Regions from separate parts of the Mus musculus genome. Here regions 1, 2 and 4 are each linked to region 3. Evidence: chromatin contacts called from public ChIA-PET, Hi-C and HiChIP or PLAC-seq data. All regions are on one chromosome and are shown on one strand. The core of a region is the stretch at or near the end of the contact, and the rest is flanking DNA. Distances in the headings are between cores, read along the strand shown. Region 1 overlaps Atg10 (autophagy related 10). Region 2 overlaps Atg10 (autophagy related 10). Region 3 holds the start of Ssbp2 (single-stranded DNA binding protein 2). Region 4 overlaps Atg10 (autophagy related 10).

Region 1 (2,700 bases), core at 196-2,695, 330 kb before region 3:
CTTTTGCCATAGCGTAATTCAGTGACCTGTTAGATGAATAAAGAATTCTTTTCTCCCAGTGTTTTGCAGACAAGAAGAGTTTATTTCAAGAAAGGCTTGATTAATTTTTTTAGTTAAGGTTTCTATTGCTGCAACAAAATACCATGACCAAAAAGTAACTTGGGGAGAAAAGGGTTTACACTTATATTTCCACATTGCTGTTCATCAACAAAAAAAGTCAGGACAGGTACTCAAACAGGGCATGAACCTGATGCAGAGGCCATGGAGGGGAGCTGCTTACTGGCTTGCTTCACATGGCTGGTTCCACCTGCATTTTTATAGAACCCAGGACACCAGCTCAGGGATGGCACCACCCACCATGGGAATGGCCCTTCCCCATTGATCACTAATTGAGAAAATGCCTTTCAGCGGGATCTTATGGAAGGACTTCCTCAATTGAGGCTCCTTCCTTTCTGATGACTCTCTTTGTGTCAAGCTTAATCAATATAGCCAGATGTTACAGTAGGTCAAAGAAGATGAACACCAGAATTGGTAAGTCTAAGATTACTAGTAACAAGGGAGACATCTTCCATCTCTTGACATTAACCTAAGGTAAAAGAAACAGCTGAGGTTAGGGTTAATGATAAAGATAGGAAAGGTGTTGTAATTACTTACAAAATCTGGTAGTGATGGAGTATGACAGGCTTGCAGAGAGGACAGGCAGTAGAAATACAGGTTGTGGCATAGAGGCTCGGGGATAAGATTCAGGCTTGGGTGCTGTGGCTACTGCTAAAAGTACCCAGATCCTGGCAAATGCATCACCTCCCTGACCATGTGACAAGAACACCTGAAAGAAACTGCTATGGGAGGACGGTTTTATTACTCTGGCTCACAGCTCTACCCTGTGTCAGTGAGCACCAGAGGAGAGAGTAGGATGTGCTCAGCGCCACAGGGACATGGAGGAGAGGCTCCTCCTTACCCTGAGGTGCAATAGGAAGCAGGAAAAAAAAAAAAAGGCTGGAACCAGTGTGGATAACCATGACACACCTCCATGTACTAACTGCAGGTACCATGGCCTTGCAAAGTGCCGCAGCTGAGAACAGTCCACACTCAACATAGCAGGAAACATCAAAGGTGATGGCATCAGGAGGACTAGAGAGAGCTAGGGAAGGGCGCTCAGAGAGTCAGCAGCCATTCAACTCTCCAAAGCACAAATTGTTCCTCTCAGATCACCACTTCCCTCTCGGAAGGGGACAGGGAGTCAAGCAACCAGAACAACAGCTGTCACCTGCTGACCCACTGGACACAAACACAATCCCAGACATCACCCTGGAGTTCTACAATACTACTGCCAGCCCGAAACCTCCCTTCCCTTCTCTCTGCAGCCTACTGTATAGCTAGACAAATGTAATCACTGGAGGCTCTGTTGAGGTCAGCAGGACTAAATGCATCTCTCCTCAAGGCTTATCTCAAATACCTAATGCTTGATTTAGCAAACCATTCCTTTAAAGAAAGTCTGCAGGAGCCAAGAACACAGTTGAATACCCCCATCCCATTTCTGCAATCCACAATAATACTCTATAGAATATTTTTAAATTAACCTTTTCAGTTTAACTAAGGATGAAAATTAATTTCAAATACAATGAATAAATTCTTAAATTCACGTATTTTAGACTCATATATAATTCTCATAAGCTAAAATCTCATTGCAATACCTTCTAAGCAGTGTTTCTTCCTCCACAGCTGACACTTCTATTGGCTTAAAAAAAAATCAAAGAGGAAGAAACACTAAGACGTGGTTTCACTTTTATTTGTTTTAGGTTTGCTAATAAAATCAAGATATCCTGCTTAGGAATTCTCCATGAAAGACTCAAAAAACCTGCAACCTGCAACCCATTAAACGTTCTGTAAAAAGCTACAGCATGGAAACATGTGAGACTCACTAGGGCAACTAAATTAAAACAATGCACTAATGTCCTCCCTGAGAAGCAAGCGGCTCCTGGGTACACTGTCTGGGTTTAAGTACCCAGCTACTGGGTGGGTGGGTGGGGCCCATGGCCTGATGCCTGTTAAGCGCATGCTCTTCATCAAGCTATACCCTTATCCCCTTGGCAATTTTTTTTTTGTACACAAAAATGAACTTAGTGTCCTCTTAAGTACACATGTGCTGCCAGAAATAACAGCCCTCCCAAAATTAGAGTTACAGGTAAAGGAACCTGTCTGATACACTTCACTGCTGACTACAACAGCTATAGCAGGTGTGTCTTTACAAAGTTTTTTTTTTTTACTAGCCTGATAAATAGAAAGATAATTGGTTTCCTCTGTGAATTTATTCAACATTCAACTTGATTTCTCTCAAAATATAAATTCTAAGTTTTGCCAAAGAGAGCAGAATGCACATGCACAGAAATTTCAAGGTAAAAGTAGCCTTCAGAAGCTATCTATTTAGGTTATGGAGTCTCACTAACAGCATATCTTACATGAATTTTTCCAAGTGTATAACACAGGTACTAAGGGCCTAGCCATGAGAGAACAAGAAATGCTGACAACACCCTGCCTCTGTAACAGTCTTTCTCACGGCAGAGCGCTGAACTGCACTAAGACCTCTAAGCCAGGTTTCACTACACAGCCCCCTCACCTGCATGTGCGCTGTCTGCTGAACTCTAGGAAGCACACACAAACATTTCTGCCATACACGAGCTACAGAAACACTCTGTTGCC
Region 2 (2,700 bases), core at 62-2,561, 260 kb before region 3:
ACAGATGCTTTGAAAAACTGTGTTTCTGGCTGTGAGTTGATAATTGTGGGATCCAGGTGATAGGTACATAGAAATTCATTATACGATTCTCTCTAGTGTTATATGCTGGAATTTTTCATAAGACATTAAAAATAAAGATGGCTGTGCAAATAAATGAGGTATGAAACTCAGCAGGGTGGAAGGAGTGATGGGGGACCATGGTGGGCTTTTTACTCAGATCACACTGACAGATAAAGCATGAAGACACTTTACAATCTACCTTAAATTATGGACTTAGATTTAGATAGTAAAATGGAGAAGGATTTGAAAAAAAAAAAAAGCAATGTGTATTACTCAGAGACAAAGATGCCTTTGAAAAATGAATTGTCAAGCAGTTTAAATTTATACTCCATTAAATTTAAGTGTTTTACTTAGTTATTTTTTGAAGGAAGAAGGTTTTGGTTCTGGTTTGTTTGTTTGTTTGTTTGTTTGTTTGCTTGTTTTTGCCGTCATTGTTGTACTGAGATGCAGAATTGCTCTATAACCTTAGCTGTCCTGGATCACACTATATAGCCCAGGCTAACCTTGAACTCAGAGCAATTTATCTACCTTAACCTCCCAAATACTGACATAACACCATACCTAGCCATTATTTTTTTTACATTATATAAATTAAGGAACAGCCTTTATAACAACTAGTTCCTAAGTTACACTGCAAATAATAAAGATATTTCTGATGTGTTATTATGCGTCTTTTGAAATACAATCAAGCAGGTTTAACTGAGGAATCAGTGATTAATGCAGGGGGAAAGCTCTCTAATTCTTCTTTAAGAATAACATACAAAGCCAGCCATGTTAGCACATGCCTGTAATCCCAGCATTTGGATATGGAGACAGAGGGCCAGGAGTTCAAGGCCATCCTCAGTTACAGAGCAAGTTTAAGGCCATCTTGGATTACATGAAATTCAGCCTGAAAAGCACAATAAAGAATAACAGAAAATTAGCGAATGTTAACCATATAAAGTCTAACCTCAAGAAAGTGGGAGCATTTCTTTGCAGTGTCTGAATGTCCTGTTTCCACACCACAGAGACAGAAAGAAACTTTCAAGTGTGTGAGAATTGCTTTAGCAATACGCTGTGAAAAACAGATTTACAGATATTAATTTAAAAAGAAAGTTCAGGTCCCCAAAGCTCACATAAAAACGTGGGAGCAGCAGCTTAAGCCTGGGCTCCTGTCCCTGGGGAGGCAGCAACAGGAAGCTCCCTGGGGCTAGCTAGCCAAGCAGTGCATCCGAACTGAAGCAGACAACACAGGCAATAAACAGTGAGCAACCTTGCCTTGCTGGGCTTAGGCTGCGCACCGGTGCTCTTGGTGGTGAGGACTCTCCGTGTGTATCGTGTATCATGCACACACACACAACTCCAATGTATCTATCCAGCTGTATGTTGGCAACCTAGCACCCCATCTCACTGACTTCCAAGCACACCCCACTTCAAAGGATGCAAGAAGTCTCTGTTCCTCATAAGGCCCACCAGTCATATGGTTTCTAGTCAATGATGGCTGACTAGAAACCAGTCAAACATACCTATGATGACTCACACATACCCGGGTTGCCTGAAGCTCTTGAGGGCCCTCACTCCTATTTCTTTCTTATCTATACTACCAAGTTGCCTTAAATACGTTTCTTGCTACTCTGGGATCTGTGTGAACCTTTATTACAGGAATAATGAGCCAAGAACCAGAAAACACCAGCCAGAACCTCACCACCACTAATAAAATGACTAAGGAGAGTCTGGATCTCAAAAGTTCTGATAAGGAGTGACTAAGAACCACACTGCACATCAACCTCTGGCCTATACAAACACACACACAAATATAACACATGTGTGAACAGACACACACACACACATAACAAACACAATTAACAAATAGAAAACTCTAGAAGGAGAGTTGAAATGAGCTTTTTTGTTGTTTTTGTTTTTGTTTTTGTTTTTACAGTGTGGGAAGCCTTGTGCATGGTTGGCAGGTGTGATTTCCCTGAGCTACATCTCCAGCCTACTGTGATATTAAATTTCTAAATACATACTAAAGATTTCATGAATGCACAAAAATAGAGCTGAGATTCGTGGCGCCTCTGTCCAGAGAACGCTAGACCTTCTTATATGATATTGGGCTTTACGGACTGCAATAAGATCACAGTAACCCCAAGTGAAGATGCCTGTAGACATGTTTTATGATTCACCATAATAAACATCATTAACCATGTGGTATAAGGAGAAGAGCACTGGCTCATATAGTGGCTTTATTGGTTTTCTTAAAACATAAAAAGGACCCACTCTGAAAACAGCAAAGGCTAAGAGTGAACATTATAAACATTGCTGTGAAGTTCAAGTTAGATCAATAATCAAAAACTAGGTGGAAAGAGGTTTTAAAGTTTGTTAGCTTAATATTATTACTTCAAAACAATTTAAAAATCAGAGAGAAATGAATCCATAATTGAATCTGAGTGTACAATGTCTAAACTTGGAACACTCCCTGTCCCCTAGTGCTCCCGTCCTCAGGGTACATGCATGCAAGCACACGAATGCTGTCTGTCTATACAGAGTAGAGGGCTCCATTGCTCTCCAACCCCTGACCCTGGAAATTACCTGAGACTTAGAATCCTTTCATGGTACTTTGTGTTTTAGCACTGACAAAAAAAATATATCCATTTTTCAGAA
Region 3 (2,700 bases), core at 23-2,522:
GCACCTCTCTTCCCCTGTCACCTCCCATTTGAAGCTCATCTCTTCTCTCAACCGGATTTCTACTCTGTCTGATTTTACAGCCAAGGATCTTTAACAAAATAAAGGATGGAGTCTATCAGAAACCAGGTTGCGTGTGTCTTGAGAAACTTTTGCGCATTCACTGAAATGAGATTAGGGACTTGGATCCAAAAATATTCTCCGGGAGTTTTCAGCTTGGGCACAGCTTTGCACATCTTGGGCTCTGCGGCCTATTCTGCTGGGCAAATACAGGGATGTCTTTCAGGGCCTTCTCTGAATCTTTCCAGTCCAAGGGTCAAATTGAAATGACATTGCCCATCCAAACTATAAAAGCAGGCCGAGTAGAGAATGCCTGGGCCCCTGGTCTGCTGCAGGTCTGTGCAGAGTACTGGGGAGGTAGGGACCCAGGCCTTGGGCCACTGCGGTCCCACGAGTCGGTCTCTTGACCTCTTTGGGAAGGGGAGGGGGTGTAGTCCCCTCTTAGACAGGAGGCAGACGCCAGGGAGGGTGGTCCTTTGGGATTCAGGGCTTGACTTCAGAGCCGGCGACAGCACCTCAGCGGGCGCCCCAATGGGAGGCACGGTGCCTCCCAGGGAGAGACAGAGGTTCGCTCAGTCCTTGAGCCAGAAGGTCGAGGGTTCAGAGCGGGCGTCCCCGGCCTGCTGGCCCTCCGGGAACGGGATTGGGGCGACACCCCAGACAGGAGGGATGAGATCAACCGCGGGTACGGACCCGGGGTGCCTGGCCGGAGAGGAGCGGGAGAGGAGGTTGGCGGGACCCCGGCGCCGGGTCCGCGGGTCCGCCTGTGGACTCGCCGGGCGCCCCGAAGTCTGGGGCCGCCGCGACTCCCGTTCCGCAGTCGCTGCCAGGCACTCCAGGCCGCACTTTCCCCTCCTCCCCGCGCCTTCTCTCCAGTGAGGAGCCGGGCGCGGGCGGCGCGGGGGGCGGGGCGGCGGCGGAGGGAACAGCCAGTTGTTTAAAATCCTTCTAGAGCAGTTTCTAATTCCCCCCTAGCGCCCGGGTTCGGAGGGGGAGGGGGGAAGGAGAGCGGGAGGGGGAGCGCGGCGGAGAGGGAAGGAGGGAGGGAGGGAGGGAGCGGGAGAGGGAGGGAGGGAGGGAGGAGACTGCCGCTTAGGCCGAGCCGCCGCCGCGCGCTCCGGCAGGCCGGAGGGAGGGGAGGCCTGTCAGTCTCGCGCGTTGCCAGGGCGAGGAGGGCGGAGCTCTGGCGTGGGGCGGCCAATGGTGGGGGTGGCTGCGTGGGTCGCCATGGGGACGGGGCTGTTCCCGGGGAGGCTGTGATGGGTTGACAGGTGCGTGACAGTGGGAGCTGCTCTCGGCACAAGCATGTACGGCAAAGGCAAGAGTAACAGCAGCGCCGTCCCGTCCGACAGCCAGGCCCGGGAGAAGTGAGTGTCTCCGCGCCGCAGCCACCTCCGCCTTCGCACGCGCGCACACTCGCGCACGCACTCGCACTCTCCGGGAACCGCAGCCACACGGCCGCCCCGCCGCGGGGGAGCCGGGGGTGGGCTGCAGGGGGAGGCGCGGGGCGGGGGCGCGCGGCTCCGGGGAGCGGCCGCCTGCCTCCACGGGGGAGCCCCCCGGGTGGGTGGCCGCGGGCAGCGGGCGGCGGGAGGGACGCGCGTGGCGGGGGGACGGCGGCGGCGGGGATGGAAACTTGTTTGGGTGGTTGAGGGGAACCACCCGCGGCTTCACCTCCTCGCAAAGTAACTTTGGAGCTGTGGTCCAGGACGGCCGGGCCGCGGCGCGCGGCGGGCCTGGGGGGCGCGGGCTGCGGGGCGGCCGGGGTCCGGCGGGGCCGCGGCGGGGGCCCGCGAGCGTGGAGAGGGGAGAGGACGGCGGGCCGGGCGGGCGGAAGCGGGGCCCCGCGGGGCGCGGAGGGCAAGTGCGGGCGTGGGCCGGGCGGGCGGGCGGGCGCAGAGACGCGGGTCCGCGGGTTCTCCCGGCGCAGGCCGAGCTGGCTGGCGGGCGGGTCCGGGGCGGCGGGGGAAGTTTGGGAGTGGGAGCGCCGAGTTCCCGGAGGGAGAGTGTGTGCTGGCCCGCGCGGGGTCGGTCGCGAGAGCTTGGCGCTCCTGCCTCCCGCCGCACACCGGCTCGGCGGCGGCCCCAGAACTTTTTGAGACTTGCGGTGTCCCCGGGGGTTGGTGGCCGCGGGCGCGGAGGGCAGGTCCCGTGGGCCGTGGCGGCGCCGCGAGGAGGGCTGCCCGCGGTGTGGACCCGACGCGGGTCGGCGTGGGGGCTGCGGCAGAGATGCTGGGCACAAGCCGCTCCGCTGGGTCGTGGGGGATACAGGTGGTAACTTCGGTGGGAACCCGGAGGACGTTGGGGAGCCGAGGTGCCACGGTCGCGGCACGCTGCGGAGCAGGCTAGTTGGCTGCTATTCTTGTGTACTTGTAACGGCGATTTGGTTGTTACTAAAATGAGAGCGAATAGTGACTCTGACACCGAGGAAGAACCCTCCCCCCCCCCCTTTTTCCTATGTGCAGATGTTCAGACTGATTCCCTGTACTGGGTCTGCTGGGGGCGGGGGGGGGGCGTCAAGCTTATCCTTGTCATTGAACATACTGTCTTGCTGAGGGGACTCAGGCTGGGGGAGAGCAAGTCCTTCTCAGAGGTACTCTGGGTCTCTTGCATACAAAAACAGCTTGGTAAATAAAAAAATCC
Region 4 (2,700 bases), core at 30-2,529, 490 kb before region 3:
CATCAAGGGAACACCCCATTTTAAGGGCCGATGTCTCCTCTATCTATGATACAATAAAAATCAGAGAAAGTTTTGTAAGTCATTTTTAATGCTTTTGATTCTAATTTTAATTAAAATTTAAATAATTTTAACTCCCAAATTTCATCTTAAAATGGCAGTCAGTGTTTCCCTGGAATGACACGAATGCTAAACTGTAACAGCATGGCCGTAATCGTAACTATAATCTACATGGTTGGCTTATAATGATGATATGCAATGCATGAGAAGACAGCAGGTCAATAATGGAGCCGTGCACACAACGCTCCTTTCAAAATCTGTATTTGCATTTCTATTACTGAGATCATTTCCTAATAATGAAGTTGCCATGAGAGAAGTCCCCATTACGAAGGAAGCAGTGTTACAGAAACAGCATTATTAAAGCATCGCTGTGTACAGGAACTTTTATTAGGGTGATACAAGTTATATATCATTGTAATAAAGTTCCTATTATAACTTTAATTGCATAAAGCTGTGTTTGAGTATAGCAATGTGAGAGCTGCAGGACTTTTAATAAACTATCAAAATAATGCTTTGGTAATAGGATTGTTTAGCATAGTAATACTTCAGGGAAGACCAAGCTCACTAATGGATGATGCTTATTTCACTGATTATACATGCTCTATCAAGAATTAAAATGAAAAAAAAATGGGAAAGAGATGAGACATGATCTCTGATGCAATATGCTAATATATGCATGGAAACACACACATTAGTTCTCTTTAATATAACAAATCAATATCTCCAATTCATCTGTTCATGGAAGATTGTAATCTGGAAATATGGCCATCAATGACTATAATAATTAAAAGATTTAATGCTCAGGTTGAAGGCTTGCTGGCAATCTAAATGCTAACAAAAACAATGAGAAAACCTACAAACATGCTGACATATGCTGAAAAGTGCCTGCTAGAAAAATTAGAGACATATGAGCTTTAAGAACTTAAACACACACATGCACACATACCATGAATTGACTTTAAATGATTAATTTCTTCCCTTCAACCAAGAAACAGGGCTATACATTCATTATGTGCACACTCAAAGATGCTTGTACACATTGTCTGCTTCAGAGTTATAGCTACAAGTTAAAACTTCACTTAGGTTCACAACAGGGAACTTTAGTATATTTGTTATTTATGTATTTACACTTTTTTTTTTTTCAAAATTCTCTAATAGAGTCAGTCTTGGGCTGTTCCTCCTGGAAACATGTAGAACATCCGCCAGCAGAGACCGCCAGAGAGCCATCCACCACACTGTAGGCATGGATGCTAGGCTTGCTGCTGAGGAGAAACAGGCAGAGAAGGAGCCCGGCTGTGACAGGCTGACATAAGCTAAGGAGATGGAGACCACAGCCAGTGCTACAACCACCACATCTTCCCCCTCAATAGAGAAGCCAACGTCATTGGTTCTAGACTCCTGTGGCCTGTCTAGGAAGCAACAGCTGGCTAATCTGGAATCTGCTTGAAAAGCTAAGTGCTTTTCTTTATAAGAAAGCATCTCCTTGCCACAATGCCGTCTTCATACTGCCTTCCAGCTGTGAAGGTTCACAAACATGTGGGTACGGTCAACTTAAAACCCAGGATGTTCGTCTTCCCTAGTGACTCACGTGATTCAAAGGCAAACATGAGCAAAAAGCTCCTCTAATGCTATAGCTCTCATGTCTTTGCATTAACTGAGGGGCACTGTAATAGTTAGCTGGTATGGTAGTTTTTAAGATTACAACATTCTCCTTCAAATATGATCTAGCCAAACTACTTTGCACTGGCAATGAGGAAATCTATTTCTTAAATTCACAAATCTTGGAGTCTTTTACTTGGTACATTTTCATACTGAACAAGTACAGGGCTCAATTATTGTGTCAGTTGACTAAACATCTGCATATCTGCTATGTGGTGACACCCACATATTTGTAGAAATATCAGTTTTCATGCATAAAACAAAAAGTTTAAACCATGTAATTTTGAAAAATCTAACTTTCGCATTCCTTTAGTTTTACAGCTGACAACAGACACAGACCTTTTTCTTTAACTCAAGTGAACAACCCATTCTGTCTACTCAAGACCTCCAGAGACACCAACTCCCCATAGTGACAGGAAGAGCCTTTCAGATGAACACCTCCAGAGGCTCAGAAGTTCACTTTCACTGAAGGACTGTTTTGAAATCTCCTTTCACTTCATTGCTCTGACCCCTTAATTCTCCAAAGCATCTTTCAGCACCCCCACCCCCACCCCCACCCAAAGCACAGCTTCCACCAAACACTCCCATTTCTTTTCACCTATTGGAAGTTAGTCCCAAAATGAACTCTGGCGAGCATCTCTCCTCCAGCCGGCTCTAGTTCAGGCTTTTCATTCTTTCTCCGTTTTCATTCACTACAGAAACTCAAATGCTAACCTGATATCATCCCTTGCTCAATCATTTTGGGAACATAAATCTCTGTCAACAACCAATCAGAGCTCTGCGTCACAGGATAATGCCTGATTAATAGATTTGGGGTTTGCCTGGCTAAAAATCTATACCTACATGATAAAGTCTCAACTGCAAAGGTCTCTGTTTTTCTTGTAACTTGGTCCAGACAACTTTTCCAGACCGTCTTTTAGAGTATGCCTAATCACAGAACAGAGAGAAGGCTTCGGTGTGTACCTACCACATACCAAAGCATAA

Evidence for each region. Hi-C and Micro-C count contacts between places; a contact is called where the count stands out from the background. ChIA-PET counts read pairs in DNA pulled down with a chosen protein or histone mark. HiChIP or PLAC-seq counts read pairs in DNA pulled down with a chosen protein or histone mark.
Region 1: a contact with region 3 is called in an RNA polymerase II ChIA-PET map of memory CD8 T cells, with 41 read pairs. The contact joins the enhancer-like site here to the promoter of Ssbp2 in region 3. A contact is called at or near these places in 11 of 39 promoter capture datasets (the 3T3-L1 cell line, the C10 cell line, the HPC-7 cell line and 6 more), 3 of 484 Hi-C or Micro-C datasets (the N1E-115 cell line, Sertoli cells and cranial neural crest), 6 of 115 datasets of contacts at active chromatin or transcription factors (cardiomyocytes, embryonic basal ganglia, embryonic forebrain and 3 more) and 2 of 9 other capture datasets (macrophages and pancreatic islet).
Region 2: a contact with region 3 is called in a Hi-C map of large pre-B cells, with 2.0 times the contacts expected there. The contact joins the enhancer-like site here to the promoter of Ssbp2 in region 3. A contact is called at or near these places in 5 of 39 promoter capture datasets (the C10 cell line, the HPC-7 cell line, hematopoietic stem and progenitor cells and 2 more), 8 of 484 Hi-C or Micro-C datasets (the G1E-ER4 cell line, MC3T3-E1-derived osteoblasts, Th1 cells and 5 more), 7 of 115 datasets of contacts at active chromatin or transcription factors (acute myeloid leukemia, bone marrow-derived macrophages, craniofacial prominence and 4 more) and 3 of 9 other capture datasets (adipose tissue, liver and macrophages).
Region 4: a contact with region 3 is called in an H3K27ac HiChIP or PLAC-seq map of DN3 thymocytes, with 26 times the contacts expected there. The contact joins the enhancer-like site here to the promoter of Ssbp2 in region 3. A contact is called at or near these places in 18 of 39 promoter capture datasets (the 3T3-L1 cell line, 3T3-L1-derived adipocytes, the C10 cell line and 11 more), 4 of 15 datasets of contacts at CTCF or cohesin (the NIH/3T3 cell line, embryonic stem cells and pro-B cells), 86 of 484 Hi-C or Micro-C datasets (the AML12 cell line, B cells, the C2C12 cell line and 51 more), 25 of 115 datasets of contacts at active chromatin or transcription factors (DN3 thymocytes, the SCID.adh cell line, Th17 cells and 19 more) and 2 of 9 other capture datasets (macrophages and pancreatic islet).

Annotation. Positions count from the first base shown.
Region 1 is chr13:91,131,801-91,134,500 of GRCm38.p6, forward strand. The region is part of intron 3 of Atg10 (autophagy related 10); the gene reads right to left. Among named protein-coding and RNA genes, the nearest start is that of Atg10, 91 kb to the right of the region's middle. Within about 2 kb of position 1,446, at least 19 of the 459 cell types and tissues checked have an H3K27ac peak or open chromatin away from gene starts, as enhancers often do. A contact at or near this core is called in memory CD8 T cells, where this site is marked.
Region 2 is chr13:91,201,505-91,204,204 of GRCm38.p6, forward strand. The region is part of intron 2 of Atg10 (autophagy related 10); the gene reads right to left. Among named protein-coding and RNA genes, the nearest start is that of Atg10, 21 kb to the right of the region's middle. Within about 2 kb of position 1,312, at least 22 of the 459 cell types and tissues checked have an H3K27ac peak or open chromatin away from gene starts, as enhancers often do. A contact at or near this core is called in pre-B cells, where this site is marked.
Region 3 is chr13:91,459,825-91,462,524 of GRCm38.p6, forward strand. It overlaps Ssbp2 (single-stranded DNA binding protein 2), which reads left to right and starts at 1,273. Exons shown (of 17, transcript NM_024272.4): 1 at 1,273-1,424. The coding sequence starts at 1,363.
Region 4 is chr13:90,966,357-90,969,056 of GRCm38.p6, forward strand. The region is part of intron 5 of Atg10 (autophagy related 10); the gene reads right to left. Among named protein-coding and RNA genes, the nearest start is that of Gm46434, 36 kb to the left of the region's middle. Within about 2 kb of position 1,280, at least 26 of the 459 cell types and tissues checked have an H3K27ac peak or open chromatin away from gene starts, as enhancers often do. A contact at or near this core is called in DN3 thymocytes, the N1E-115 cell line, brain and 4 more, where this site is marked.